Linked DNA regions of Dromaius novaehollandiae: region 2 is linked to region 1. Evidence: chromatin contacts called from public Hi-C data. All regions are on one chromosome and are shown on one strand. Each heading gives the region's core, a stretch centred on a gene start, on an enhancer-like site or on the middle of the called end of the contact. The rest is flanking DNA. Distances are from core to core; before and after follow the strand shown. Region 1 holds the start of FANCD2OS (FANCD2 opposite strand). Region 2 has its middle 9.1 kb from the start of DPY19L1.

Evidence for each region. A called contact is a pair of places that touch in the nucleus more often than the background predicts.
Region 2: a contact with region 1 is called in a Hi-C map of brain, with 6 times the contacts expected there. The contact joins the enhancer-like site here to the promoter of FANCD2OS in region 1. A contact is called at or near these places in 2 of 4 Hi-C or Micro-C datasets (brain and ovary).

What each region holds. Positions count from the first base shown.
Region 1 is chr2:54,443,076-54,450,164 of bDroNov1.hap1, reverse strand. It overlaps FANCD2OS (FANCD2 opposite strand), which reads left to right and starts at 4,138. Exons shown (of 1, transcript XM_026100748.2): 1 at 4,138-6,141. The coding sequence starts at 4,349. The coding sequence ends at 4,822.
Region 2 is chr2:54,718,396-54,725,154 of bDroNov1.hap1, reverse strand. No RefSeq gene overlaps it. Among named protein-coding and RNA genes, the nearest start is that of DPY19L1, 9.1 kb to the right of the region's middle. Within about 2 kb of position 5,149, at least 2 of the 2 cell types and tissues checked have open chromatin away from gene starts, as enhancers often do.

The DNA of each region.
Region 1 (7,089 bases), core at 2,889-5,388:
TGCATATGTTGAATGAGGAATGCAAAAATTCATTTTTTTGAAAACTAGACTTTTGAATTGGTCTATTTTTCTGGTTTTCTCTCTGCTTGTTGCCAAGCTAGAGGAAGGCTCTGCTGTGGCACACATGGGACCCGGGACAGAAGAATCGGTCTGACTGCTGTCACGTACCTCAAGCAATAGCAACACTGAGAAAGTGATATATTTAAACTTTGAGTCAAAGTGACTAAAAAAAACCCCCAGTTACAGGAAGTGTGATAGATCATCAAGAATATTTTTTAAACAGCATATGTCCTAGTTATGAAAATATATTTGCTATTTAGCCTGTATGGTGGAGATGCTAAGTTAGTGAAATGTTGCAAAACACACATCAGCATACTAACAAGGCTGAATGTCAAGAATCAAGTAAAAATAGACTGTTTCATGAGCAAAGTGGTTACAATTATAGTAAATCTCATTAATTACAGCTCATGTGTTTCTTTCATGAATCTAAGCTGGGGAGATACTAAGATGAACTTCAGGCCTTGAGGCCCAGAAATCAAAGTAACTATAACAATCAGGAAGATGTAAACACAAGTATTGCAGCCCTAAATATAGATTTTTATCTTTTCAAATGACTGTTTTTTGACCTTTTGAAGATATCTATATTGTTAGACAGATCCAAGACTGAGGGGGTAAAAATTAAGGAGACAAAACAGAGGTGGGCCAGAGTCTCCACCAGATCTTTTAACATTATTTTATTTCTTTTCATGATTCAAGAATTCACAGCAAGACACAACTTGTTTATCTGCTGACACCTAAAAAAAATGACATGGAAGGATTTTCAGACAAACAGGAGGCAGTACAAAAAGACTGCTGCAGATCAACAGCTACGAGAAATTATAGCCATTTACCTTATTTTGCAGGTCTCTGAAGCCCACAAGTAAATTACAGTCATTCAAAATTAAGCCAGAACCAAAATGTGAAGCATTTATCAGTTTCCTCTTCAGACTGTAATTAAGCAAAATTCATACTGAAGTTAATAGAAAATTGTCCTAAACAAAAGGGCTGAGTAGCAATCTTAGGATTGAAAATCTGATTCACTAAAGGAAATTACATGATGGTCTGCCACTTATATGAAGTAAATATATATATACACACACATATGCATCTATATATTATATTATGTATAGGTGTGTGAGCCTTTACATATAGATCTCTCTACTTTTTTATAAGGCCTGCCTGGGCACCAGGACCTCAAGAAACAAAGCCTGCCCTCACTACTGAGGCAGTGTTAATCACTGTGGACTGGAATTAACTCCTCCTCATCAGGACACTGAGAGACAACACCTGCTCTCACTGATGGGGCAGTGTTAACCATTGCGGACTGGATTAACTCCTTCTTACCCCAGCCAGGGGATCTCTCCTTGGGACCACCACTGCAGCAGTAAAGCAGTCACACGCAGTCACTCAAATCCTTTCTTCAGTGCTGAAGAGTGCTCAAGGCAGCTAGTCTGCTGTTGGGGGTGTTTGGCCCCCCCCGCCCTCCCCCCACACACCCTGTGACCGTGGGTGCGATCGTTGTAACAGCGACAGGGGACAGCTGAACCCTGCAGCAGCCAAGGGCTAGGGACTGCGACTGCCTGAAGACAACTGCAACTGGCCTTGCGACTCCACCTCCACCTTCCCCTGAAGGGTATAAATCGGTTGGCCCTGGAGGCCATCTGGGGCTCTTTGTGGGTGACAGTGGGTCTGCCAACTTGTGGATCCCCTTGGGATGGGGACACCCTCCTGCAGTTACTGCCCTGGGATTGAGTGTACGTTGGCTGCTGAGGCAACACGTGGGTAAGATCAAGCAGAATTGGTTTAATAAGAATTGTTGCTTCGTTTGCCTAGTTCATCTGTTTGGGTAGTTACAATTAGTATAAATTAGCTAGGTTTGTCTGTTTACTAAGTAGTTACCGTTAGCATAACTTTTAGTGTAATTAGAAAATAAGTATTCTAGTTGAGCTAAGTTTCTGTTAATAAGAATTGTGCTTTGTATTGTTGCAACCTGCATAGTAAATTTTGATCTTTGACACAAGTTATGGAGTCATGCAGTAAATCTCCTTTTCCCTCTCCTCCCCTCCCTCCCACTACACGAAACCCACATGGTCCAGGACTGTAAAGACAGTTGGTTGTACCGTGACAATCTCCTTCTAAAGAAAAAAAAGAAAGATGGAGCATTTCATTTTGAAGAGATCTGCCTTTGGAAGGAGTATCCTGTTACAATGCTTTGCCTATATTAATGCAAATCACAGATGCTAGAGTGAATTAAAAACTCTGTTTCCTGAGAAATTAATCCAAAAAGAAAATTTATGCTGCACTAAGTTAAATCGGCCATATCAGATCCTTCTTTGCTGGTCATAAATTCAACAAACTGTAATTGTCATCAGTCATGCCTTCCTTTCAAAGCTTTCCTGCAGGAACAGGCCAAATATTGCTGCATACAAAATTAAATACGTTAATTTCTATTAAATTATTGTTGTGGTTTGGTAAACTGTTTCCTTCCCCCCCACACACACTGAACAACTCAGGAATGTGAATTTCTCACAACAATGTTGCTCATAATGTTTAATACTTTGCTGCGTTAGTATTTCTAAGGAACGCTTGTCATGTTCTTATACATACTTCACATGTACACATCAAGTGCACATATTCCAACAGCTGTGTATCAGACAGCAACCAAATATAAAGACATTTCTGTTTACTGTGGTAAGCAAGTTGGTCAATATGGGAACAAACAAGCTAACTAACCAGAGCAGAAATTGAGCAAGTTATCTCCAATAAGTTTTTTTATGTTATTCTTTGTGAGCTTAGTTAAGGCTATCGTTTCTGTGTTATCACTTTTGTCCATTGACTGGGAGGGTGGCCACGTGGAAAAAGCCTAAACTAACTTCCTGCAAGACTTTGCCCCAAGCATCACTACAGCTGAAGACAAAACACACACCCCTGTGTCTCATGAGGCAGTAAGAAATACATGCATTGTTTTAATAGAAACACTTGATAGACTAATATTCAGATCATAATCATTATTGTAATATGGTTTAGAGACATAGTCCCTAACAAAGTCCTTTAATGTTATCTGTGCATGTGTGCATTTGCCAAAAAAAGTTACACAGCATAACCATTTCATTCTCAAAGCCATTTGCTCTTCTATTCCAGCCATACTGTTGTTCATAACAGCAGGGCTCTGTTTGCTGGAAGCTTCTGACTGAAAACAAAACTGGTCATATTGAAAAATCACACTGCTGTAACATTCCTCCATCTGTACAGAAGCACTTCGGCAAAACTTGTGTAATGCAACCCCTCTCCCCAAGCACATTCTGCAGCTTGCATCATGACACAAGTTCACCGTGACCCCAAGCTGGAAAAAAATGAAAATGGATCAGAGTGGGGGCATTTAAAACTATTGGTCAAATCACTCCAAAAGTAATATTCCAAGTATGTTCTTTGTCTAGAAAGACGTTTAATCTTCCCCATTGCACTGCTTCTCCTTAAGATTAGCGTTTCAAGTGTTATTAAAAGTAGAGACCTTCAGAGACAGCTGGAAAGTGAGACTACTAAGGCTTTAAATATATAGGAAATAAAAAGACCTACTGATCAAGAGGGGAGGTAAGTCTTATTCAGCACAATCAGAACCTTTAAAATATTCACTACAACTAAAAATTGGGTTAAGAGTGCTTTATTAATTTCTAGGTCAGTTTTCGGGGGGGTGTCAATTAAACTTCAACGTGACAGAGGAATCTTAAGCAAGCTTGCAGAAACTGCTGGCACCTTGGGACCAGCAAGATGAGTCTGGTAAAGGTTTTGCTCATGCTAATGGGAGATCACGGCAAAACACATCACAGTAAATCACAACAGAAGATGATGAATTTTAGCTCCAAGGATAGGTGAGGGCATTACCACACAGCAGGGAGAAGCTGTTTTTGCAGAGACTGTGGCAGAAGATGCTACTTTGTGGCAGTGACAACAGATGGCCACCATGATTTCTCCGTTTCTGTCGGTAGCAGAGGAGGCGGCAAAAGTCGCGCGAGCGGGGATTTGAGTAAAATTAAACATAGCCACGTAGGGGCAGAAAGACACGGGGAGGAGAGGGAGAGCTGACACACCGGGCAGCGGGAGAGCCGCGGCCCTGCAAGCGGCGCCATCTCCGCCCAGAAACTCCCTCCGCAAAAATGGCGGCGCGGCCCCGTGCGCGGGCCCGGCAGGGAGCGGGTGGCCGCCGAGGCGGACCGCCACGACGCGAGGCGAGAGCGGCCCCGGCCCCGGCCCCGGCCCCGGCCCCGCGGGCCGCGTCAGAGTGCGTTGCCGGGCACCCCGCGGCGGAAAGATGCCGCGGCCCGCGCCGGGCGCTATGGCGGACGGTTACCAGCTGTGGGCGCCGCGCTCGCCCCTCGACGAGTCCCTGCGGTGGCTGCGGGGCGGCGCGGCGCAGCCCGCCACGGCGCACCCCTTCCGCGGCGGCGGCCCCGGCCCCCAGGCGACGGCGGCGGGGGGGGCGGCGGGGCTGCGCGGCCGCGGGGCGGGGCTGCGGCGGCCGCAGGCCGTGCGGCTGTGCGGCCTGGACGCCGTTTTCGGGCGGCTGGTGACGGCGCAGCCGCCGCGCTGGACCGGGGCGCTGCGGGTGTCGGAGCGCTCGGCCTTCTGCCGCGTGGTGAGTCCCCGGCAGCGGCGGCCCTGTGGGCTGCGGGCGCCGCAGGCCCGCGCCGCCGCCGCCGCCATGTGCCGCCAGATGCTGCGCGCCATCCTGCTGCTCTATGCCGCCTACAAGAAGTGCGCCTTTGCCCTGCAGCACTCCCGCTGACGGGCTCCGACTGAAAACCAACGCTGCCTGCCCGCCTCGCCGCCCTGAACTCTGCGAGGCGCCCGGCTGTGGCAGAGGAGGAGGCCAGGGCAGCCCGTTTGCCCCCCAAACCGAGGGCTGCAGTGCGGCAGACTGAAAAGCAGCTCTGGCCTGATGCGTGCAGGCACCCTGCGTTAACACTTGGGTGCGAGGTACAGGGGGATGCAGCCATCTGCAGGCCTGACTGACCCCGTTCGGGACTCTGCAGACTGCTTGCAAGCAGTGTTTGGAGCTTTCTCTGCTTCAGGTAGCACCTCCGCCTTTCAACGCAGAAGTGAGTCTTATTTTGCAGCTTAAGACTAGCCCTCGCACTGGGTCGGCACCTGAGAAAATGGCTCATCGCAGGCGTGCAGCTGGGACATGCAGCATTGGAGCACTCTGCTTTGGTTGCAGCTTGCGGAGGTGATCACCAGTTACAGCTGATGGATGAAAATGTTTACGCTCAACGTCAGATTATGGAGATGTGAATGCTCCAGTTTACAACCTGTGCTGCCATTTATAATCACTACCGTAATAGCCTCAATAAGGAGTGCATTTCTGCTTTATCCTGTTGCACACAAGACTCCTTAGTCTGTTGGAAGAAAATACTCAAGTGAAATGCTGCTACTTGAGACATGGCCATTTTTCACAGACAGTCCTCAAAGAGAAAGCTTTTACACTCGCATGTATATGTGTACAAACGTCAAGATAATTTCCTTAAGCTTACTACCCTCAAAGTAAAATCCCTTATTCATTCATTTCTTGTGAATGAAGACATTTACAAGAACCCCAAATTTAAATCTTAACATGTTAGTAGATTTTACATTTTTCCCCATTTCTGGTCTTGCTTGTTGACAGCTAATTGATTTGCAAAGAATTTAATTTGCCTGTATTATTCAGAGTAAAATCTCTGATCAGTTACAGGCAGTATACATAGATACAGTGTCAGTGCTTTTCGGTCTTCAAAGTTACCCGCACAAAAGTTTTTCCTCTGTTCTTTTTTCTAGCTAACGAATAGAGATATTGTTGCAACTAAATTAATGGAGAAACAGTTTCTTAAAAATGTACTTTTGCCCTACAGTATTCAAACTTTCTTTACAATTAAATGAATGGGTGTGAAAAGTCATAAAACTTGTTTACAGCTAATAAAAACAATTTGCAAAGATGTTGTTCTTTGTCTTCAAAGTGAGGAAAATAACTATTTTTTCCTTTTGTTTTAAACATCGTAAACAATGGATAGAGCCTTTTAGAAATGTACTTCTGGCATCTTACAGTCCAAATAAAAAGATTGTTCTGATTTATTTCCTGCTAATTTCGCTAATTCACTAATACTTCCATAGACTATAGTTACAAATTATTATGAGAATTAAAGCGGCTGTGTGAAAATTTAGTTAATCTTACCCATAAAATCACAGGAGAAGAAGCATTTGTAATGCATTCTTGGTCAGTATTTCACAAAACACTTTGATTACATGATCATTACTCATTCAGACTGCAGAGATGAACATTCAGCATTGTCTTCACTTTCAGTTGTTGCTTACAATAAGCTTCAGAAATGTCTTCTCATGCATTCACGCTTAATTGTGAAAAGTCTTTTGTCCCATCTCTCAATAGTGGCTGATTTGCTTCCTAAGCTATCTGGAACAAGCTAACAGGTCAGAATGGATGAATGGGGCTGCTGGGAAGTACAACAAAAAAAGTACTTGCTGTAAAATATATATTTTATGACTGATACATTAATATTTTTAATGAAGAGCTCAGCCTAAATAAGAATCCAAGGTGTGTGCTCTGCTTCTCCGTGGTACAGCAATAGGGTATTAAAAAGTAAGTGCAAGCTTTAAGAGGACTTTGGAGCTGGATCTGCGCTTCCTGTTTCTGATTCAGAGTTGCCTATAAAAACTGCATGGAATCAGTCCCTCAGCAGTATAAGCTGGATTTTTCCATTAAGTTCTCATCAGACTCCAGTATTCAAATCTGGCTCTGTTGTTTCAGCTACTTTAAAGACAATTTCATGTCTTCTTTCTGTCTGAATGGAATGCTGCCCCATAACTAGGGAATGTCAAGCATAAATCACTGCAACTTGGGAGAAGTAATACTAGTATATGCAAATAGATTATCTGGCTAATACCTCTGATTTTTCTAAAAACTGGGGGCTTGATCTTTTTTAAAAGTAATCTTAAAAGAGACTTTCATGTCAGTCCTGGTAATTGCCAGGTTGATAGATAATCACGAGCGAGAGATTCTGGCAC
Region 2 (6,759 bases), core at 3,900-6,399, 270 kb before region 1:
GTAGGCAAGCCAAATGTACCAGTTCATATCTTCAAAAAGGAGTTATCTTTAAATACTTCTGGAGCATGTACTCCACATCATACCAGGCAGAAAATACAGAGTTTTATTTTCATTTATACAAAAGCCAAATTATAATGCTCAGGAAGCATTACAAAGCTTAAAGCAAATGTGTGTACCCACTTAAAGCTTTCTTTGTACACCAGAATCGTGTAACTGGATAGTCTTTAAGGACTTGCTGTTGCTGAACTTCATGTGTGCCACACCTAACACCTCACTCAGGGAAAAGCTATGCAGATGGAATATCTGCATTAAGATGAATTTCCTTTTGTGGAAATAATTTTCATGCACTTTCATATCTTCACTTTGAGCAGGATGAAAACAAAGTATAAAGACTTTGACTTAGTCTTCTGCATTGGTCTCAAAATTTTGTCTTCTCTTCCTTCCACTATTTGCACAGATCTAAACTGTTGTTAATCCAGAAACCAACTGAATACAAAAACACCTCACTACTACTGTGAAGCATGACTGTCAAATCAAGTTGAAATTGGCTAAATAGAGTCATTAGAAATGGCTAGATAAACTCATATATGCACATATAGAGTCTAAAATCTTATTTCTGTAGGTAACAGTAAAAATCAGGAGCTTAGACACTTATCTTCACTTTCAACTTTCATGATTTTTGATTCTATATTCAAGCAGACACAATGAAAGGAAAAAACTATGGTCTCTGCTGGAGGATAGGAGTGTCTTAGCTGGACTCTCTAACTAAAGGAGAATAAATCTCCTTTTAATGGAAATGTTGAAGTATAGAACATGTGTCTAACTCTAGATGTAACCTTGCCATCTCTGAGAAGTAAAGACACATGCTTGACAGGTCATGGAGTTTGAACTCCTCCTTGTCCTTCCAAGCCATACTTGCGGGGCTTTTCAGAAACAGGAATGTTAAACCCCAGAAAAGAAGATTCTGATTCCAAACACAGTTCTGAAAACATAGGGGCTGTAAGATAAGGATGAGGCATCTCTGAAGAATAAAGTAGACAGAGAACAGAAATCTGACAGTATTTATTGAGGTAAAGCTAACAACAGGAGGAATGTAAGAAAAACTTGAAGATGCAGTTGAAGTTTCCTTCTGCATAATCAAGTGTCTATTGGTGTGAACTCCTTTACCTTCTTTAGGATTCTTTTCTTTCCAGAGCAAAGGGTGCAACTTTTCTCCTTTTTCAGATGATAATAGTGACAGATGATGACAGCATGTTTTTCTGGTACTTCTTCCTCCTGGAGACCTTAGGAATCTATTCCTGAAACCTTGAGAAGGAAGAGACTTTTAATTTTCAAGAGAGGAAGGCAGGAAAAATCCATCACATGACAGACAGACCCATTTTTTGAATGTGGGAAATAGACTGGATATCATTCTACAAAAAAGCAACATTTATTGTATCCTGGAGTAGAGAACACATAGAAGGAGGACTTCTCAATCTCTTGAATGAGATGAAAATTTTAGTTATGAGTGAACTTTATGCAGTGCTGCAGAAATGTGAGCCCTCACAGTCTCTGACCTACTATGAGTGGCAGGCCAAGGAGATCCAAGTTCTAGGACCAAGTTTCTTTGTAGCATTTAGGCATCCCTTTTCCACTCTCCACTCTTCCTCTGCTTTAAAAATACATGAAACACTGAAAATAGAAAATTCTTTGTTGGAGTTTTCTTTTTCACATGCACATTTAAGGTTATTTATTTCCCAAGATAACTTTTCTTTTCCTTCTTCTTTCCTTCTTTGTCCTCTGACTTTTCATTTTCTTCCTCATTTATTTCCTGCCCCTTCAGTCCTGTTCCACATATATGGGCCCTGTTCTCAATGCTACTAATCAAAAACTGTCACAACACCCTTCCTTCTCTGTTATCACCCTCATTTTAGACCATCTGCTGTACTTACAAAGAAGGTCCATGGCAGATCCGTTAGAGAAACTCAAGTCTCAGACCCAAACCAATTTGTCTTTGTAAACTCATTGTTTTCTCTTTCTTCATCTGCCTTCCCATCCTAAAACAAAACCCAATCAAATGTTCCTACTCCTCTGCTTCTGGAGTTCATTCTCTTCTTTTGTTTTTTCAGGCATTAGCATAATTTGAAGTGGTTGTCATGTATTTCATTGCAGAAGATTGATCTTGCCTGAGCTGTAGAGAGCCTTCATGATGAACAACCATAGAATGGTAGCTCAAAGTGGGGGAAAAAAGCATTTTTCCTCAGTGTATGGGACCACTGCATGGTCTCTAACCCACAACTGGGTCAGGGAATACTTGGGATGAGTGGTTTTTTCCATAGAACTCATTGAGGATTAGGTCCTATATCAGAATAAACAATAAGGCAGGAAGGCTTCTTCAGAGATCATCCGCTTGGCTCAAGCCAAGATGAGTTTATAGTTAAACTACCTTTGAAAGATGTTTCTCCTATTTGTTCTTAAGAGCCTCTGACAATGGAGACTTCCAAGGTCCCTCAGAGTCCAGTGCTTAACTACCCTTTCATTAGAAATCTGCCCTAATGTCTAGCATGTCCCTGACTGTAATGTTAGTTCTTCATTCCTTATCCTGTGCCTTCTGTCTCTTCCTTGTAGCAACCTTTTACCTATTTGAAAACTGATATTACATATCCTCTTATTACATTTCTCCAGGCTGTTTTTCACATCTTTCTTGTGTGGACTTCAAGGGTTTTTCCTGCTGCATGTGCGTGTTGAAGGGTCTACTCTGCAACTACCATGGCTGGTGTACAGTAAGTATCACAACAAGGGGTAAAGGAGAATATGAGAAAAAAAATCCCTACTCTTAAACTGCTCCACATCTTTCCTGAAGTGCAGTGCTCACTCTTAGATGCATTCCTTAACTGAGATCTTACCAGTGCTAACTGGGTCAATAGATGACTTCACATGCAAGATATGAAACTTCTGTTCACATACCCAGTGTAGCATTTTGTTTTCCTACAGCTGTGCAACAATGTTGACTGACTTCACTATAGTGTAAGAGATTTTTGTATTAGTTTATAGTAAAGCAGCACAGTCATAATGTATTTTGCATTCTTTCTATTCCAACATTTCTAACAGCCCGGGCTATACGGCTTATAACATTGTCTGAAACTGTGGAGGTTCCCCACTGTTTGCAAAATGCACTTCTGCATATGCATGTGGCATGTAAACATGAAGTTACTTTAAATCTGCTACCAGCAGCTCTTTGTAAACTGCCAGTGGGCAGCGAAGCTCTTCCTTTTTGAAAAGTAGGTAGAACTTTTCCATGTATTGCCTCAGCATGTACGAAAAAGGAAACCTCTCTAAAGACAAAAGATTTGTCAACATTTTAGCACCTATTGCTCGTAGTCATTCTGCATTTCAGTTACGCGTACAGCTTTCTCTGTTCCCCTGCATAGTCCCAACAACGTGTTCTTGTACCAGTAACCAGCACCGAGTATTCACTCCATCCAGGACCCTCTTCAGCTCCTTTTCCTTTCCTCCCTCCATTAAGGGACAATTTTAAAAGCAGCTTTCCTGTGAAGGATTTTTTCAGAGAAACTCAAATTACCGGTCGGGCCACAGTTCCTTTCAGTGCAGCCCCAGTTCCATTCTGGATTTGTCCTCAGCTGTACTCAGTATCACTGAAATTATCTGTAACTTTATGATTTGGCAGTTGCAAGGCAAAATGGCTAAATAAAGACAAGTATGCCTGCTACATTTGAAATATGGCTTCCGTTCCCAGCAGTACTGTATGATTTTAGTATTTAATTTGTATTTTTTTATACATGCATGCACACATGCACGCACACACACATTTATATATATGAATATATGTGTACACTTGAAAGTGAAAGTTGCTCAGCAACCTCTCCTCATTCTCATATCAGCATAAAGTATGGATATTCCAGTTTCAGTCCATAATCAATATATAGTGTGACCTCTCATCAAGCAAAATCATCTGAGCTCCTACCTGTCATCCTACATGTAACCATGCTACGACGTCCCCTACTGGGAAACAAGTTGTTGTAGCACCTTGAGGAGCCTAAGTGGATGCATCTGCCTATAGCAAAATAACAAACCAGCTGCTACCCTAAGCACTCTGAGATGTTCTTTAAGGCTAAAAGGTTCTCACAATACAAAACAAACAGTACTTTTTTAAACCTAGTGCTCCCCCTGCTTCAGTGCTACCTTCTGCATGCTGCAGGTTTCTTCAGAAGTGAGCCAAGCTAGAATTTTTTGTTTAAATTCTATTTTTCTTTTAGTTAAATTTTATTTACTAAATCATAAGCAAGCAGGACTTTCTGGTAGAGAAAGGGTGGATGAGAACAGTCCATGTCTTGTGTGAAGGTAAAGGGGGAGGTTTTGCTTAGGGGTGACGGAGGGAATGCCACAAGGGGTCTCTGGTTACTTGTGAGAGTTGAGTTACCAGGAAGGCAGGGATAGTTTCAGGCTCACTTGCAGGACACTGTGTTGTGTTCCAGTAGACACTCAAAAGGGAGTGAAACCATCTAGAATATCCCATCATCCATTAGAGAAAGGGTGAAGGCTTGAGCAGACAGGAGAGGAGTTTATAAAGAAAGTCTCAATATGTAATAGGTCGTTCTTATCTAGTTAGAGTTGGAATGATCACCAGGAGCAATACAAATTTCTGGCAGACATACTTAAAATCTGTACTTTACACACAGGCCTGGTTCTTCTTACTTTGAATGCACATCAGATCATTTAATTATATGGAATAACTCTACATCTACAAGTCAGGTGTGATTCAAACTCTGCATAGATTATTGGCTTAATTTAAATTAACAGCTACTCTGACAAAATAGCCTTATAGTCAGCAGCAAATGAACATGCCCTGGTCAACTTATTTTCTATCTAGTCAAACAGCCAAGAGTTGGTCCACTAGGCCAGATGAAAGTTTATGTTGAAACAAAAATGAACGTGTTAATTCTAGGAGAAAATATATTGCTTTTTTCAGTGAGTACATATCAAACATTTCATTTTGTTTTCTATCAAGATGATGCAGAAGAGGATGCCTGTGACAGTAGAGGGCACTGTGACCTCAAAAATATGCTTCAAAACTAGGAACTAGTTCAACCTATTTGTCATAGCATAGCTGATAGGACACAGACAAAAGCATTATTCCAGCTGAAAGGAAGCACCACCTACCTGGTGGTAGTTCAAGAGATTGCAATGGTGGTGTGGTAAAGAGGGACAGACTGATAGGTACTGTAATGCCACGATGACTGTGAATTACCATGGAAAACTGAAAGAAAGAATTCTATCAAGTAGTTTAACATGATGAAACAAATATTTTGGCAAACAGTCTTTAAAGCCTGCTTTTCGGTCCTGCTATCTGCAAAGTCTCAGAACACATAATGAAACCATACAAATAGTCAGGACCATGATTTAACATAGATTATCAAAAAGTGAAAAAGGTGAGGAAGGAGATGAGGAAAATAGATTAAACTGCTGCTGTTAGTCACCAGCGAGGACTTTATATGTGATTTTCAGATAAAATTCCTGTTAATTTTCAGTTGCGTGTGGGTGTAAAATTAAAGGGCTTGTAGCCTCACCAACATTTTTTTCTCTGGATAAAGTCTCTGGCATGAAGACCAGACTTACCAAGAAATGAGATGAAATGCAGACCTCAAAATGACCATGTCAGTGATTCAGTTCATGACAACGAATTCACCTTTGCTCAGGCATATATAGGAAGCAAATAAAATTCCAAGGTGATGGCTTTGTCTACCATTTATGCGGTATGCGTTTGATGTGCAAGATCATCTTGCCTTCAATCTGGTCTGCCATTTTACTTCATTTGCCAAAGGCACTTTCTGTCACTGTCTGCGGGTACTGAATCTGCCTCTTCTCTGCCTCCAGTAACTGGGGCAGTGAAGGATACACTGAGATCACTACTGACATGTATATCAGGGTGGGCAAAAGGCAAACAATAAATTAACTTGCTAACATCTCAGTAAGCGAGCTTGGACCCTGCCAGTGTTTCTGATACAGCTGTCTGTAAGTATTTCAGGGGGGTTCACAAGCTTCTCTCTCTCTTGCCAAAGTAGATTTGCCAGTAAATCTCCAGCAGTGTAAGTTTACTGACTTCAAAACGGCAATAGCAATGTATTTCAAGAGCAATACTGTTTCTCACATCTGACTGCTCCGCCAGTTGTTAACTGAAAAGCTACTTTGTGTACACCTCCAGATCATTGCTTTTCTCATGTTACTGTCCTCAGTCCATTGCTGGCCTTCCTGTATTTCCACCAGAAATGGCTGCTCCTGTCACTTAGCTCCTGCTTGTCACTGCAGGCTTCTTCCTCTGTCTTCTCTGATACATCTTCTAGCAGCAGCTGCTTAAAGAGCTGCCAAATAAACACTGACCCCATGAAAAATGAAGCAAAACCCTGGTGGTTGGTAAATCAGATTAGGATAAGCTGGGTCCATCCCTTTTTTCTGTAACAGTGAGTTTTGAGGTCCTCAGATAACTTGATCCATAATCTCCTGCTGCAAATGCAAGCATAATGAGATGCAGTTGCTGTGGCTATGAATCATGGCATCCAGGCCAAATCAGCATGACTACTTGCTGTGGCCAAATGTGCGCAGTGAGAATGTGAAGCATACAGCAAGAGATCTTCATTTTGAAATCTATAAGGAGATTATATTGTGGAAAGGAGTTAAAAGTCCTCAGAATGGTGATGAATTACAGAAACATTTCAGGCTCCAGTTGGGAGGAGATGATCACATCCCATGTTATAAAAAGGG